2 separate regions of the Mus musculus genome follow, and region 2 is linked to region 1. A link is a contact called in public Hi-C data. All regions are on one chromosome and are shown on one strand. Each heading gives the region's core, a stretch centred on a gene start, on an enhancer-like site or on the middle of the called end of the contact. The rest is flanking DNA. Distances are from core to core; before and after follow the strand shown.

Evidence for each region. Hi-C and Micro-C count contacts between places; a contact is called where the count stands out from the background.
Region 2: a Hi-C map of bone marrow-derived macrophages shows a contact between it and region 1, with 18 read pairs. The contact joins two enhancer-like sites. A contact is called at or near these places in 2 of 15 datasets of contacts at CTCF or cohesin (large pre-B cells and pro-B cells), 8 of 484 Hi-C or Micro-C datasets (B cells, CD8 T cells, bone marrow-derived macrophages and 4 more) and 2 of 115 datasets of contacts at active chromatin or transcription factors (epiblast stem cells and large pre-B cells).

What each region holds. Positions count from the first base shown.
Region 1 is chr16:10,567,182-10,574,089 of GRCm38.p6, reverse strand. It overlaps Clec16a (C-type lectin domain family 16, member A), which reads right to left. Exons shown (of 23, transcript NM_001204229.1): 4 at 5,560-5,708; 5 at 2,491-2,596; 6 at 667-790. Among named protein-coding and RNA genes, the nearest start is that of Clec16a, 25 kb to the right of the region's middle. Within about 2 kb of position 4,044, at least 39 of the 459 cell types and tissues checked have an H3K27ac peak or open chromatin away from gene starts, as enhancers often do. A contact at or near this core is called in bone marrow-derived macrophages, where this site is marked.
Region 2 is chr16:11,090,121-11,097,028 of GRCm38.p6, reverse strand. It overlaps Txndc11 (thioredoxin domain containing 11), which reads left to right. Exons shown (of 12, transcript NM_029582.2): 6 at 3,101-3,213; 7 at 5,243-5,443. Among named protein-coding and RNA genes, the nearest start is that of Snn, 27 kb to the right of the region's middle. Within about 2 kb of position 4,293, at least 50 of the 459 cell types and tissues checked have an H3K27ac peak or open chromatin away from gene starts, as enhancers often do. A contact at or near this core is called in bone marrow-derived macrophages, where this site is marked.

The sequences.
Region 1 (6,908 bases), core at 2,795-5,294:
GCATTTCAGTGAGATCCCGGGCTGTGAGGTGCTTGTGTCTGCCCCTCACTCAGGCCATGTTTTAGAGGTTTATCAGAGCATGTGTCAGCACTTCAGACCAGTCATGGCTAAGTACTACTCCACTGCATAGACAGATCCCATTTTGGCCATTTTGTGTTCTGTGTGGAAAGAGGGTACAGTATATGTGCATGTGTTTGTGTGTGGTGCTTGTGTGTGCTGTCTTTTGTGAAAGACAGAGTATCTCACTGGTCTGGAACTTACCAAGTAAACTAGCTGGCCGAAAAGCTCCAGAGACTTGCCTTTTCAATCACTGGACCCTGCACTTCCATGTCGTTTCCAGGGATAGAACTCAGGTCCTTAGGTTTGTGAGGCAAGGGCTTTAACAAGTCACCCATGCACTACATTTTGGTGATTCACACACCCTCATTTTCTGATCAGCAGCCTCACAGCCCCAGCTAGAGGCAGTGTTGCTCCAGTGCCCATACGGAGGCACATGGGAAAATTCCAACTTCCCACCACCCCAAACAGGGAAGCAGAGCCTTCTGCAGCCTGGAGTCCTGACTGCCTGCGTAGACACAAGTGCTGCTCTCCTCTCTACTTTTGCTTGGTGGAAACACACATCCTCAGCACCCTGTTCTCCAATGAGACGGCTGGAACACTACTTACTCCTCATCTGTCTGCACACAGTTGTCAAGTTCGATCACATGGCTCCCAATGAACCAGACCAAATTGGAGAAGTACGGGACAGCGGTTTTGTCTCTGATGTAGTGCAGCATGGCCTGGTTATCCACTAAGAGGACGCACAAAAGAAGAGATAGTAAGCCACCAAAATAATTCAAGGACAGTTTAACAAAACAAAACACCCAAACAAACCAAAAATCACCATGAAAAACCTTGCTACCATCTGAGACTCTGTCTTTCCTGAAAATACTTGGAAATATTTATCTTAGTTATCACACAAAGCTGTGCTGGTGCTCTTCTCTCAACTAACACACTTAGTCATTACTGTTATAACTGAGGGAGGGACACTCAGTGCACTGGAGAGCCTGTACATCAGCAAGGGCAAGGCCTGACTAAACTGAGAACGCAGCACTCTCAAACCAACTCTCCTGCATTTACTTGTAAGGCAAGCTCAGAAAGAGGAAAACCAGAGGTTAATAACTTACATGACACTGGAATAAGGAACAGGAATCGGCATTGGAGGAAAGGCAAAAACAGACAACAGTTAACAGGGTTAGGAACTGGGAAGGTGAGACAGCGGCCCAGAAGGACAAAGCCTAGTCAGGAGGCATCTAAACCAAAAGACACAGTTAGAAGAGAGCAAGAGAAAACAGAGCATAGGACAGTGGAACCAACTATGCATGGCCAAGGCTGCAAACTCAGAAGTCTGCCAGGTCAATGGCTGCACAGCGAACCAAGTCTGAAGGCTGGGAGAGCAAATTAGGGGGTTGGAGCCCTAGCAACGATTGCTTCTCAGCCTTTGACCACTTAATTCCCCATGGGAGTGTGGGCCCTGAATACCCAAATGCACATCTTCAAGTCAGAAATGCACAGTGTAAAAACTCCAAATTTTTATATTTTAAAGCAAACACACACGCACACTTTCTTTTTAGAGACAAGGTATTCCTGGATGTTCTGTATATTTTTTTTTCCATCTGAGCCAACTGAAATGTGTCTGAGGGATGGTTTGTGTCTACAGGCTCTCATTTTGCAATCTCTGGCTGGACCAAATTAGGCTCTGAGAAAAAGCTCTTAAATTAAATTTAAGGTGACCTTCCCTGGCCCTCAACTGGTATTGCATCTCAAGTAATACCACCTTGACTCATGAAAGTCAAAGCCCTTGAATGGCCAAGAAACTAGAGGCCCAGCTTCACTGTGGTTTCCACAAGGAAATTAATTAGCCTTTAGGAATTGTCTTAAGAGGGCCAGTTCCAGCTCCAAAACCTTGCAGGCAGGCAGGCAGCCTGTGTGCCAGCACCGGCAGGCCTTGTGGAAAGACTCTCCACTGGACACAGGATGGAGCATTACATACATCTGAGAGAAAGGAAGGACTGTTGTTAATACTGGCCTTGGTGGCTGGCTGGGAATACAATACTGCCTCCTGCTGCTTGTGATGTGAAATGCTCTCATGCATATTTAAAGATAAACTATAAAACAAATAACTGTAACAGCGTATTTTATAAGCCAAAACACAAAAATTTAAAGCTAAAATTTTCAAGACAGTTTTGCTTTATCTAATTAGCTTATGGCCACTCCAACCCCTCAAAGACTTCTTGGGATAGACTAAGGTGGGGCAGCAGCAGGGAACAATGCTAGAGTATACAGCTCAAAGATTTCCACAAGGAACAGTGATATGCCTGCAAATCTCTGTCAGACAAGCAGCCACTGCTCATACTAGGCAAGGTCTCCAGTAACTTGGAACTGTGTTTGTGAGCTTGGGAGCCAGCACTTGGCTTACGACCTGAAGCCCAAGTGCACGAGGAAACTTACCTTTGTAGACATTCAAAGTGATGGTTCTCACGGCAATTCGAACCATGCTTTCGGGATGATTGAAGAACTTGATGGCTTCTGTGTACAGGGCAAAGTCATTGGTGTGCTAAAACAAAAAATGGTTCCAAAAGTTACAAATCCAAAGACAGACCTGCTCCCAAAGCTTTCTGAAATGTGTCAGACTGTGATAAAACAGAACAAAACCAAAGTAAAACACACCAGATGTCACCATGATGGGAGGTGAGGAAGCCAGGGAAGAGAAAATGTACACAGAATGTCTGACCTGGCCTACATGTTCAGCTGTATGAGGAGGTATTTCTGAGTCCACTTCTTCACCTATAAAACTGGGGTACTAGCACACACTCTCTGGCCTCTGGGACGAAATGAGGTCATTTCTGGTCCAGTGCTCTGCCTAGTCCTTGGCATCTACAGTGCATGGAGAATAGTGCTAGTTATTTACGTCAGACCTGGTTGATTAAAGACCAAGTTGGAGTAGGTTCAAGCATGTCTTGGCTGTTATACCATTCTCCATTTGGAAATACTAAAAGTGTAGCATTATCAGGGAGGCAGAGGGTCTTAGGAGTCTTCTGCTGTTAAAAGGGGACAAAGAGAAACAATTAAATGGTTCAGAACAAGACTCACACTGCCTTAGCCTGAGAGGATGGAGCAAAAATGCCCTGGCAGTGTACTTTGCTGTCCTCCTGTGGCCAATGTTCCTATATCGTTCAGGGACCCAGTCTGTGTGAGTGGCTCAGGAGAGGGGATGGTAGACAGAGATCCTCTAAGCTAGCCCTTCCTGGAATGGAGCAGGATACACAAAATAACAACAGGGCAATTATAAGGGCAATTCCATTTTGAGGACCAGCAATCAAGTATGAATCTAAAAAGTGGAAACTACTAATCTGGCTCAGACAAACACAGACAAAAACCAAAAAATCCTCAAGGCTTCTGGGATGTCCAGCTCTTCCAGACCCATGACTTCTGCCCTCCCACTACGACTCAGAAGGCACCTGAGCAAAAAATACTCTGTCCCTCACTCTGGTCTGGGTTTTCTTCCACATGGGAGAGCCTTTGGGTGAAAGCTGTTCCCTGGACATGTTTATCAAGCACCTACTATGTGGCAGGGACAGGAGTCTATCATGTTATTTTCTCAAGTGCATTCATGTTTTTGGCCCTTGGCTAGCATTTTCTTCTGAGAGACTAATGAATCATGAAAATCAAGGTTCACTGTTGCCATACAACAAGAGTTGATGGTTTTTGCCCAAACTCAGAAAGTTTGGGATTGTGGTCTGACTTCAAAAACAGGCTTTGAGCATGTGGGACAACCACTCAGGTGATATCTGCCACACAAATGACATGCAGCTGGCTGTATGACATCTAGCTTCCAAGGCAGTCCCCAAACATGTTCACCACCTGTGTCACACTCATGCTGGATCCGCCCACAGAGGCAGATCATGCCTGTGTGACCAAAGAGTATGCTAGGAGTAAGTGTATGTGAGTGAGTGAGTGTGAGTGGCACGAGGCTGGCATGGATGGCATCACTGCTTACCGTGGTCTGCTGGGTGACTCACTCTAGGGAAGTTGGCTGGAAGGATGCTGGTCAGCCCTGGGAAGAGGCCCCTGAACAGGAGCTGTGGTCTCCCACGCACAACCAGATTCAGCTAACCACCACGACAGTGAAGCAGACCCTCCAGCCACATTCCAGCCTCCAGAGGACATCAGCCTCTTGGGGCACTGAGTAAAATAGCTCTAGTCAGCCAAGCCTGAAGTCCAACACACTGAAGAGACTGGTGCAACTCTAATCAGTGGGACATGGGGAGAAGTCTGAGGGCGAATTCTCAGACTTTTCTGAGAAAGTTCTCTCAGAAGGGATACGAGAGAGGAAATGGTATCAGAAATTCTGACAACAGCATGTGATTGAGTGATATCTGGAGCATCGGCAATCACACGGCCACATGGAACCAAGCCTTGAGCAGATGCCAGCTGCAGTTACTGAGCAGGAAGCTGGAAAACCCTGGGCCCTTCCTACAGTGAGGCAGAGCGCAGCTGCCATTTGTACTTTAAGCATGTGAGCTAAACTGACCTTAATCTCAAGCTCCTTGGCGCTATAAGAGTAGCTCTCCCAGGACTGTGAGGGACCTGACCCCTCAAGGACAGCTGTGCCAGTTTATCACTTCTCACAACTCTGAAGATGGAATCTCATCTAGTGAGTCCCTGAAACCCAGAGCCAGGTATATAGTTTCACCTCATTTCTCAAAGGAGGGGGCTCAGAGAGGCCTGGAAGTTCTCTTGTCACACTGCAAGGAGCAGAAAAGCTGTACCTAAATGGAGTTTCTGCTGTTTCCAACAAGGTAACCTCTGGACATTTTCCTCCCTGCCAAGTTAACCTGAAGTTTACATTAAAATAGCAAGAAAATTTGTTCAATTAAAGAAAAAAGTTTGTGTCAGGTGTGGTGGTGCACACCTTTAGTCCCAGCACTCGGGAACAGGGGCAGGTGGTTCTCCATGAGTTTGAGGCCAGCCTGGTCTACAGCATGAGTGCCTAGACAGCAGAGGTTACACAGAGAAACCCTGTCTCAAAAATCAAAAGGAAAAGAAGAAAAAAGAAAAAAGTTTGTGGGATTCAGCGGTTGAAAACGCCTCCTAACCAGTTCTGAGGACCAGAATGCCAGTCCCAGCACTCACCTAACAAGCCTGGCCTGGCCTGGCATGCCTCTAACCCCACCATGGAGGCAAACGAGGTTTGCTGGCTGCCAGCCTACCTGCAAAATGCAAACAAGCTCCTGGTCCAGGAAGAGATCCAAAAGAACAAACCAGAGAGGGACAAAGTAGGAATTTTATAGCCCTTGCTTGGCCCCACAAACCCAGAACACACATGTACACACTTGAACACATGCCCCTGTGCACGCACACGCACACACACACACACACACACACACACACCACATATTTTAAAACAAAAAATTTTATTTAAGTATGCCAAAGTCTGTGCTTAGGAAAGTGCTTTGTAGAGCAAAGGCCTCCACGCTTGGACTAGCTTGACACATACACTTGCTGGGCGCCACTCACCTCATTGTAAAAGAAATGGACAGTGTGGTTGTTGAGCTTTAATGAAAGCGTTTTCAGGAACGATATGTAATACGCCATGATCTCCTCGTCGGAAAAGTCAAATTTATGGACAATGATCGAGTTTACATAGTTATTAGACAGCAAATAATCTAGGAGAGAGAACACAAAGTGCAACCGGTGAGCTCGGGCTGGAGGAAATGCCAGCACAGGCCGCCGAGTAACAAGCACAACTCAACCAGTGAGCAACAAAGAGCGGCTTAACCTTTACCTGTCTAAGAAACCACACACTACGCAGGCCCACCAGCCCTTCCAGGGAGAAGCCTGTGGCCTCCTTTGTGAACCCAAAGAGACAGACTCAAGCATGTTTTCTGTTCACTGCTAGCCCACATGGCCATCAGAAGACATTACCATGCCAGAATGCCAGAAAGGGCTGCATGTGTCTCTAATCTCTATCTACTGACAATCTCATAAGAGTCCCTTTATCCCCACCATGTGTCTAGCATCAGGTTAACCACCTCAGGTCCTAACTACCCAACACTAACCTGGTTCTAAGGGGAACAGCACTACTCACACCTCTGACCTCTGTCGGGGAGGTTGGCAATGTCAACAGAGCATATACCTTATGAAGGAATACACCCAAGATAGTGAACGAACCTAGCCAGCAAGATCAGCTAAACCAACCCTAGAGATCATCATGGTGAAAGATAATGCAGCCAGACTGCCCTCGTGTCTCTGATACCTGAGGCAGCTCTTGGGGCCAGCTCCAAGAGAGGCCAGGAGAGTGGGTGGGGCCCTAAAAATCTTGAATACATTGTTAAGTAAGTCATGGTCACAAGTGCTCCAGGTAAGCTTGCTATATGTGGAAATGGCACTGTATAGAACCTCAAGCTCCTGCACACACACATTTAACACTCAAGCATGTGAGCCTCAGGTGTCTGCTTATGGGACATAGATACAGATGTATGCTGTGCAGGCCCCACTCAGTTAAGGCCCGGTGTATCTGCAGTTCCTTCGGAAGCTTGTTCATACCCCTGCCCTGTCAGCATCTTCTCTCAAGGCAGGGAACCACTCCAACCCCATCTCTATAGACTTGTGCACCTGCTTGTGAACCTTACACAGAGGAGCCAGACAGGATGAGGGTATCAGTGTCTGGCCTCGCACTCATCACTGCATCTGAGTGTTGTCATAGAAACAGGATGAGGCTGTCAGTGTCTGGTCTCTCTCATCACTGCGTCTGAATGTTGTCATAGCCACACTACCTCCCCCTCTTTGCTGTTAAAACTGTCCCCAACTTACTTATCCACCTGTGATTTACCATGTAACATAATACTTAGGTGCTTCTGACAACT
Region 2 (6,908 bases), core at 3,044-5,543, 520 kb before region 1:
GGTGCCTTCTGTGGAGACTGACAGTTGGGGAGAAGGTCTGAATGCTGGGTATACTCTTTGGTGGCTTCCAGCCATTCTTAGTTCAAGGTCTCAGCAGATAGAACCAGGAAACACATGCATTTATACCTATATGTGAAAGCATCCATGTATTATCTTAAAGATTTATTTATTTATTTTATGTATGTGAGTACACTGTAGCTGTCTTAGACACATCAGAAGGGGCCATCAGATCCCATTACAGATGGTTATGAACCACCATGTAGTTGCTGGGAATTGAACTCAGGACCTCTGGAAGAACAGCCAGTGTTCTTAACCGCTGAGCCATCTCTCCAGCCCCACATCCATACTTTTATATCCTATACATAGGTGAAAATGAAAAGCTAGCTTATACAGTTATCTCTGATTCCAGGCTGACACAATAGTATTCATTTTAGCCTTCTTCTCCTACAGTGTAACTTCTTACCCCAGTACTAAAAATCCTGGTTCCCATGATGGCAATATACATGGGTAAAAAGGTGTGTTAGTAGTTCAGGACTGCCAGTTACATAGCCTCGTGGGAAGCATTTTTAATGAGATTCATGGACTTAGCCCAGTTCTCTTGACCCTTAGTTTTACAGTTCTGCAGTTACTGGGGTTCATTGTCTCCCTACCCTCACTGTGATGCACTGACTTGCAGTTGGATTTTTTGCTAGTGATTGCTTTCTATAGTATCTTCCCCACCATTTTCCTTGCATGACTGTGGCTCTGAGTCAGATGCCCAGGTACATGCAGCCTCCCCACAAACCACTATTTTGCTTTCTAGTCTATTCTTTCTGTGTTTCTCTTGAGTCACTTTAAGTCGTCAGGTTTGTGTTTAGGATTGTTCACCTAGAGAGGCATCCCACTGTTCCAGTCAGCTGCTCCTCACCTGATGGTTAAGGCTGGCAGTGCTGGAAGTGGGACTTGGGATTGAAGAAAACGTTTTCCATTTTTGAGACAGGATCTTATTATGAAACAGCTTAAGCTGGCCTGGACTCACTCTGTAGACCAGGCTGGCCTCAGACTCACAGACACTCACAGACACCTGTCTGTCTCTGCCTACAATGCTAGGATTAAAGGTGTGTGTACCACAGTGCCAGGCTTTGAAGGTGATGCCTTTATGTGTTGAATTTGTTCAGATTTGTATATTGGCTACTTGGTAAGCTGAAATTTAACTGATCTTATTTAACATCTACAGTAAGGAAGGAGAGTGGGAAAGGACGAAGTGTTCCCTACACTATCTTCTACATCCCCCTTCAACACTGAACTTTATTTTATAATTGTTCAAACTTTATAGTATGCATGGTCCCTGAAAAATAAGGAGGACTGAGCAGGGAAAGCTAACAACCTGGATTCTGTCCCCAGAACTTCCCTTTACTCTCTACAGTCATGCTATGGCAGATGCACACACAGCAGACTAAAGCCTATTTAGGTATTCATCTATCTATCTATCTATCTATCTATCTACCTACCTACCTACCTACCTACCTATTTTTAGTGATGAAAACATCACATGGGTGGATGTGACCCTCTTTGTGCCCCAACACCAAACTAAACTTTACTCTCCTTTCAGATTCTTCTTGCTCTGTTTGAGGCATGTCTCCATATTTTGTCCAACTCAGTCTTAAGCTCTTCCTAGGCTCAAGCATTCCTCTTCCTCAGTCTTCAGAATATCTGGGACTATATGTGGTATGCCTCTTCACCCTCTTTCAGGTTCTTTATAGATTTCTACTCCCCTGTGCCCATTAGGAAAGAATACTGTTTTCCAAGCATGAGAGATGTTGTTTTAAACCTTAAACAGAAGTTGTACTGTGTTGGAGGTGTTTCTGTTCTTCTCCTTTCTTTTTCTCCTTCTCTGTCTGTCTCCCTCCCTCCCTCCTCCCTTCTTCCCCCTCTTTTTCTCCCTCCCTCTCTCCTCCCCCTCTCTGTTTGCTAAGACATGGTTTCTCTGTGTAACAGTGCTGGCTGCCCTGAAACTTGCTTTGTAGACCAGACTGGCCTCGAACTCAAAGAGATCCACTTTCCTCTGACTCCTGAGTGCTGGGACTAAAGGTGTGCGCCACCATGCCTGATGTGCTGTCCCTTCTTTGTTGCTAGCAGGCCACAAACTTCTGTTGTCAAGTGTCGAACTTTACGATCTCTGCTTGTGTTATTTCAGGGCCCCCGGTGTTCTCCTGGTCATTGATACTCTATATTCCCCATGCCTTACATTTCAGGCTCAGTTTGAAGGTCAAAAGTGGTATTATTTTGCTTTCCTCAGAGTGAGATTGGGTACTTTTTGATGTAATGATTATCCAGGTCCATTCCCTTTCTGTGGTGTGCACATTTCAATCATTTTTTTTATTGTCAATTTGTGTGAGTTGTTTGTATATGCTAGATTCACTCATTTCACATATAGTTAGTGGCATGCGATGCTGCTCAGTTGGTAGAGTGCTTGCCTAACATGCATAAAACCCTGGGTTTGCTCCCCAGCACCCTATAAACTGCTTGTGGGGACACATTCCTTTAATCAAGTATTGGGAAGGTGGAGGCAGGAGGGTCAGAAGTTTAGAGTCGTCTTCATCCAACTAGGGTAGCAGCAATAAATAAGAACTTAAATTCCTAAGAGGAATTTGGATAAAGTAAGATGTAAATAAATGAATAAGACAACATAGGTACTTACAGGTACCATCAAAGTAAGAAGAAAGTCCCGCCATCTCCCCAAAACTTCCCTCCCCTGAATACTTGATACTAGGCAGGTAGTGGGGGAAAGTGAGCGCACAATGAGTAAGGCGAGGAGCTGGATGTGCTCAGAGACAGCAGCGTGTGCCTCCCCAGAGATAGGCTTGTGTGAGCAAGGAAAACAGGGTGGCTAGGCGGACAGTCAGATAGCTGCAGGTGGATGTCATGTGGCAGTCTCCTCACCCCGGCTGACTGCGAGGGAAGGGTCTAGCTTCTGCAACTGCTCCTTCCAGGGCCAGGCCAGGTTAGCAAGCAACAGCCGTGCTCTCGGGGCTGGTGCATTAGGACTGGATCAGTGGGTTTGTGTTGTTGTAAGGCCTGGGCCCTCTCTTATTTAATAAAGGAACATTTTCTGTTTCAGATTACCTAGGAACAGTGCGATTTGGGGTTATCACAGATAAACACCTTGCGAGACTGGTATCCTTAGTGCACTCTGGAAGTGTGTATTTACATAGACATTTCAACACATCACTTGTAAGTATTTTAAAATCACATTTGTATTAGCGCAGCGGTTCTTAACCTTAGTAGGTCACAGACTCAATTAAGAACTGGATGAAATGTATGAGCCTCTCCCTCGGAAAGAACATGTGATTTCATGTACAAATTGAGAATTCCTGTAAGCCCACTCTAGAACCTAGTCCTGATTAAGATCCGTGCCTTAGAGGACTCTTAACTGTGCTGTCTAGAACCTGTTTGCTTAGATTTTAGAGTCTGGAATAGCTTTGCTGGGTTGTTGCCCTTCTTGAGTGAAGCTGCGGCTACTCAGTGGTGATCTCTCACTCTAGGTGCATGATCTCTGAGATGAGCGTCTACTGGGCAGTATTGTTCGTGTGTTCTTGTATGACGTGCAGGGGCATGAGCAGCTTATCCCTGCACTAATAGTGCAGTGTTGAAGTTGTTGTCAAGACACAGTGAGGAGCTGATAGCTTCTCACCTCAGAGGACCTGGTTCTCACCGTCTCCTTTGTCTCCTGACTTCCTTTGCCTTTGTGCTGAGCCTGCTGCCACTCACCCACTCTGAGCATTGAGCTTCACAACTGTGTTCTTGCTACTTAAATAGTCGTTGCTGACAGGATATTTTCTGAAGTATTTTATTTTTAATTATATTTATTTCGTCTCACACACGCCACGGGTCCAAGGACAATTTGTAGGAGTTCATTTTCTTCTACCACAAATGTCGTAGGAATGGAACTCAGGTTGTCAGACTTGGCAGCAAGTGCCTTTATCCACTGAGCCCTCTGGATGGTCCTCTGAAGTGTTTTCATTGCTGACAGGATCACTGGTATTTGGTTTCAGTGGAGATTTCTTCAGGTCTTTCTAGATGCTGTCGAAAACTCAATAGGGATTGCCCTTGCTTGCCAGTCATTTTAGCATCTGTCTAATTCTTAGAGCTCACAGATATTGTGCTTTTTTTCTTGGTATTCATATTCTGTTAAAATGTATTTTTGTGTTTTCCAAATAGAAATGTTTTAAACCCCCACTGTCCTCCTCTGAGCATTGCTGCTGGCTGCCTCTCCACAGCCTGCCCACTCTCCTTGTGCCTGTCTCACTTTTTACTTCCTCTGCTTTGCTAGCTCTCATTTTCTCACACCATCGTTTTAGCCGACGTGTATTTATAGCACAGAACACTGCAGAAGAGTAAGGGGGAAAAGGAGAACTGGGCAGTAGTTCTGGGCAGTGTTTACCAGCATATATCTTTTATCAAATGAAGTATTATTGGAAGGTTAGAGTCTTAAAAAGCAGTAGGCACATTCATGTGAAGTCACTTAGGTCTCCATTCTAGTGTTCCCAACGCTTCATTTTGTGAAACTTTCCAAAGTACCACTCTGGAAATTGTTTGAAACTTGTGATTTATATCAAGTGTCTTTCAAAAGTACTTTTATATTACAAACAACAACAACAAAACCCAAAGGGAAAACGCCTCCAAGTGTCTCTTTCCTGCTACACATGATGTGATCTACAGCCCGTGTAAACTCAGGTCACTCTGCTGAATCCCTGTTCAATGCCAGGAATGTGTCCAGCTGCTGGGGTGACCTCGAACAAAGCCTTTAGAGCTTCTGCCTAGTGGATGCTTCACTCTGGCCTCTGGGACAGAATCTGACAAGCTAAGATTAAGATATAACATCCTGTAACAATAGACAATGGACCTAGATTATTATAAACACCACGTGGTGCTCTGTAACTCTCCTTAGGGTGTTTAGAGGTCATTACAGCCACCTGAAGACAGGGAGAGTGTCTGGATAGTTGAGTCTCTCAGGGGACAAAAGGTGAACCCAGTGATATGAAAGTCACCTCTTGCTCCCATGGTGGCTTTCAGCCCACTTGTTGAGACTGTGTGGAGAGGTGGGCTAAGTGTTGGCTTTATGGCCCGTAGTCATGGCCTCTGGGTGCCTTTTCCTCCCTTACAGTGCAGCTTGACCCGGCCTCTGGAGTGCGGTACTAGTCTTTCGCTCTGCCTTGTCTAACACACCTCTACATTATTCTGTTATATTTGTCCTTGGCAGGTCTTCCCCAGGGAAGTCATGAACTTCACAGCTGAGAACATCTATAAGTGGGCCTCAGAAAACCAGGAGACCCTCTTCCGATGGCTACAGCCTCATGGAGGCAAGAGTCTGCTGTTGAACAATGAGCTGAAGAAAGGACCAGCACTCTTCCTGTTCATACCGTTTGATCCCCTAGCCGAGAGACATCCTCTTCTAGATGAGGTAAGAGGCCTAGTGATTCTGACACCTGTCAATAGATCTCCTTCCACGTTAAAGGGCACTAACTAATCCATCATCACAAGGAGTCATCAGGAATAGTTGCTGGGGCTCAGTGGCTTTTGCCTGGGACCGGGATTCCCCAGCTTCTCTTGTCTATTCGTTGCTCCAGTCTGGGGTGAATAGCAGAGAAGGGAAATGAACTTGTTTCCCCAGAGACCTAGTAAACAGCACTTCTTCAGATGGCTGCACTGACCTTCCTGTTGAGGGGCGATGGGAGCTCAGGCAAGCTGGTAAAGCCTAGGGCCTGCCACTTTTGGGGACCTCGCCAGGCACAGCTGCACTGATGATGTGTGTCTTTCTCTAAACCTTATAGGCAGGTTTCCAGAGACAGCTGCCCTGCCTGGAGTCTTCCCTCCCTCCTGCCTTGCTTTCTGGGATATCCGTTCTCTCTAGACATGAGTTCATTTTACACGTGAATCATTTGGAGGCACTTAGAGGGAGCAATAGCAATCAGCAGAGAGCCTGGGATTGCTAAATTGGATTTACTAGGCTTTTTTTTCTTTCCTTCAAGGATCCCTTAATTGGCCCAAACTATAATCTGAATCACTGTAACACAGCCCAGGCGAAGCAGACAGTGCCTGTCCCTGGGCCTCTCAGCACTGCTCTGGAAGCTGGGGAGGAAGTCACTAGCCAGGCTCGCCATGCTGTTCTCCAGCATTTGTTTCAAGTTGCCATCCCGACTGGGAGCTTTCTAATGGCTGCACAGCCTGGCTTTAAAGGAAAAGTAGAGAGAAGTGAAGCGGCTCTGTTCCTCCCACTGAACTGAAGTGGGACTCAAGGCTCCATTCTTTACAAAGTGTGCACTGCATGAATGCTTTATGGTCCAAGAAGCTCTTTCCATGCCCAGGCCTCTGTACCATCTAGATTAAGAGTTGACAAGGTCTTTGGAGGTTTTTACTTTAACTTTTGAGACGTGACTTGACTTGAGCATGCAGGGTGCAGGGCAATGTTGGCAGGAGTCTAGTCCCTCACTTCAGAGGGCTGAGGTTAAATTTGGCACCAAAGGGAGGCTTTGCTTCTAGCCTCATGTTCTCAGATGATCATGTCCCTACACCTTCTGTTTCTATAATCTACTAACAGGCTTTAAAAAAAAAAAATTCAGTTTCACCTGTGACTCCATTCCCCAAGCTCTTATGGGTGCTCTGAGGTAGGTGGAGTCTGTCACCTCCCCTCCACATATGGCTGGTATGGTCCTTAATATTATGCATTTCTGCGACAAGCAGCATCTGCTCAGCACTTTCCCTCCACGTGACAGGTCAGCCTGGCCAGTGTTCATTGAGTACTGGGAGCTCATGGGAGAGGAAGTATGTGGCAAACACTGGCATCTGGTCTCAGAAGATGGTCTAATCTAGAATCAAGAATCTGCTTATAACTCAGGCAGAGGACAGTCAGGCTCAGCTAGGCCAGG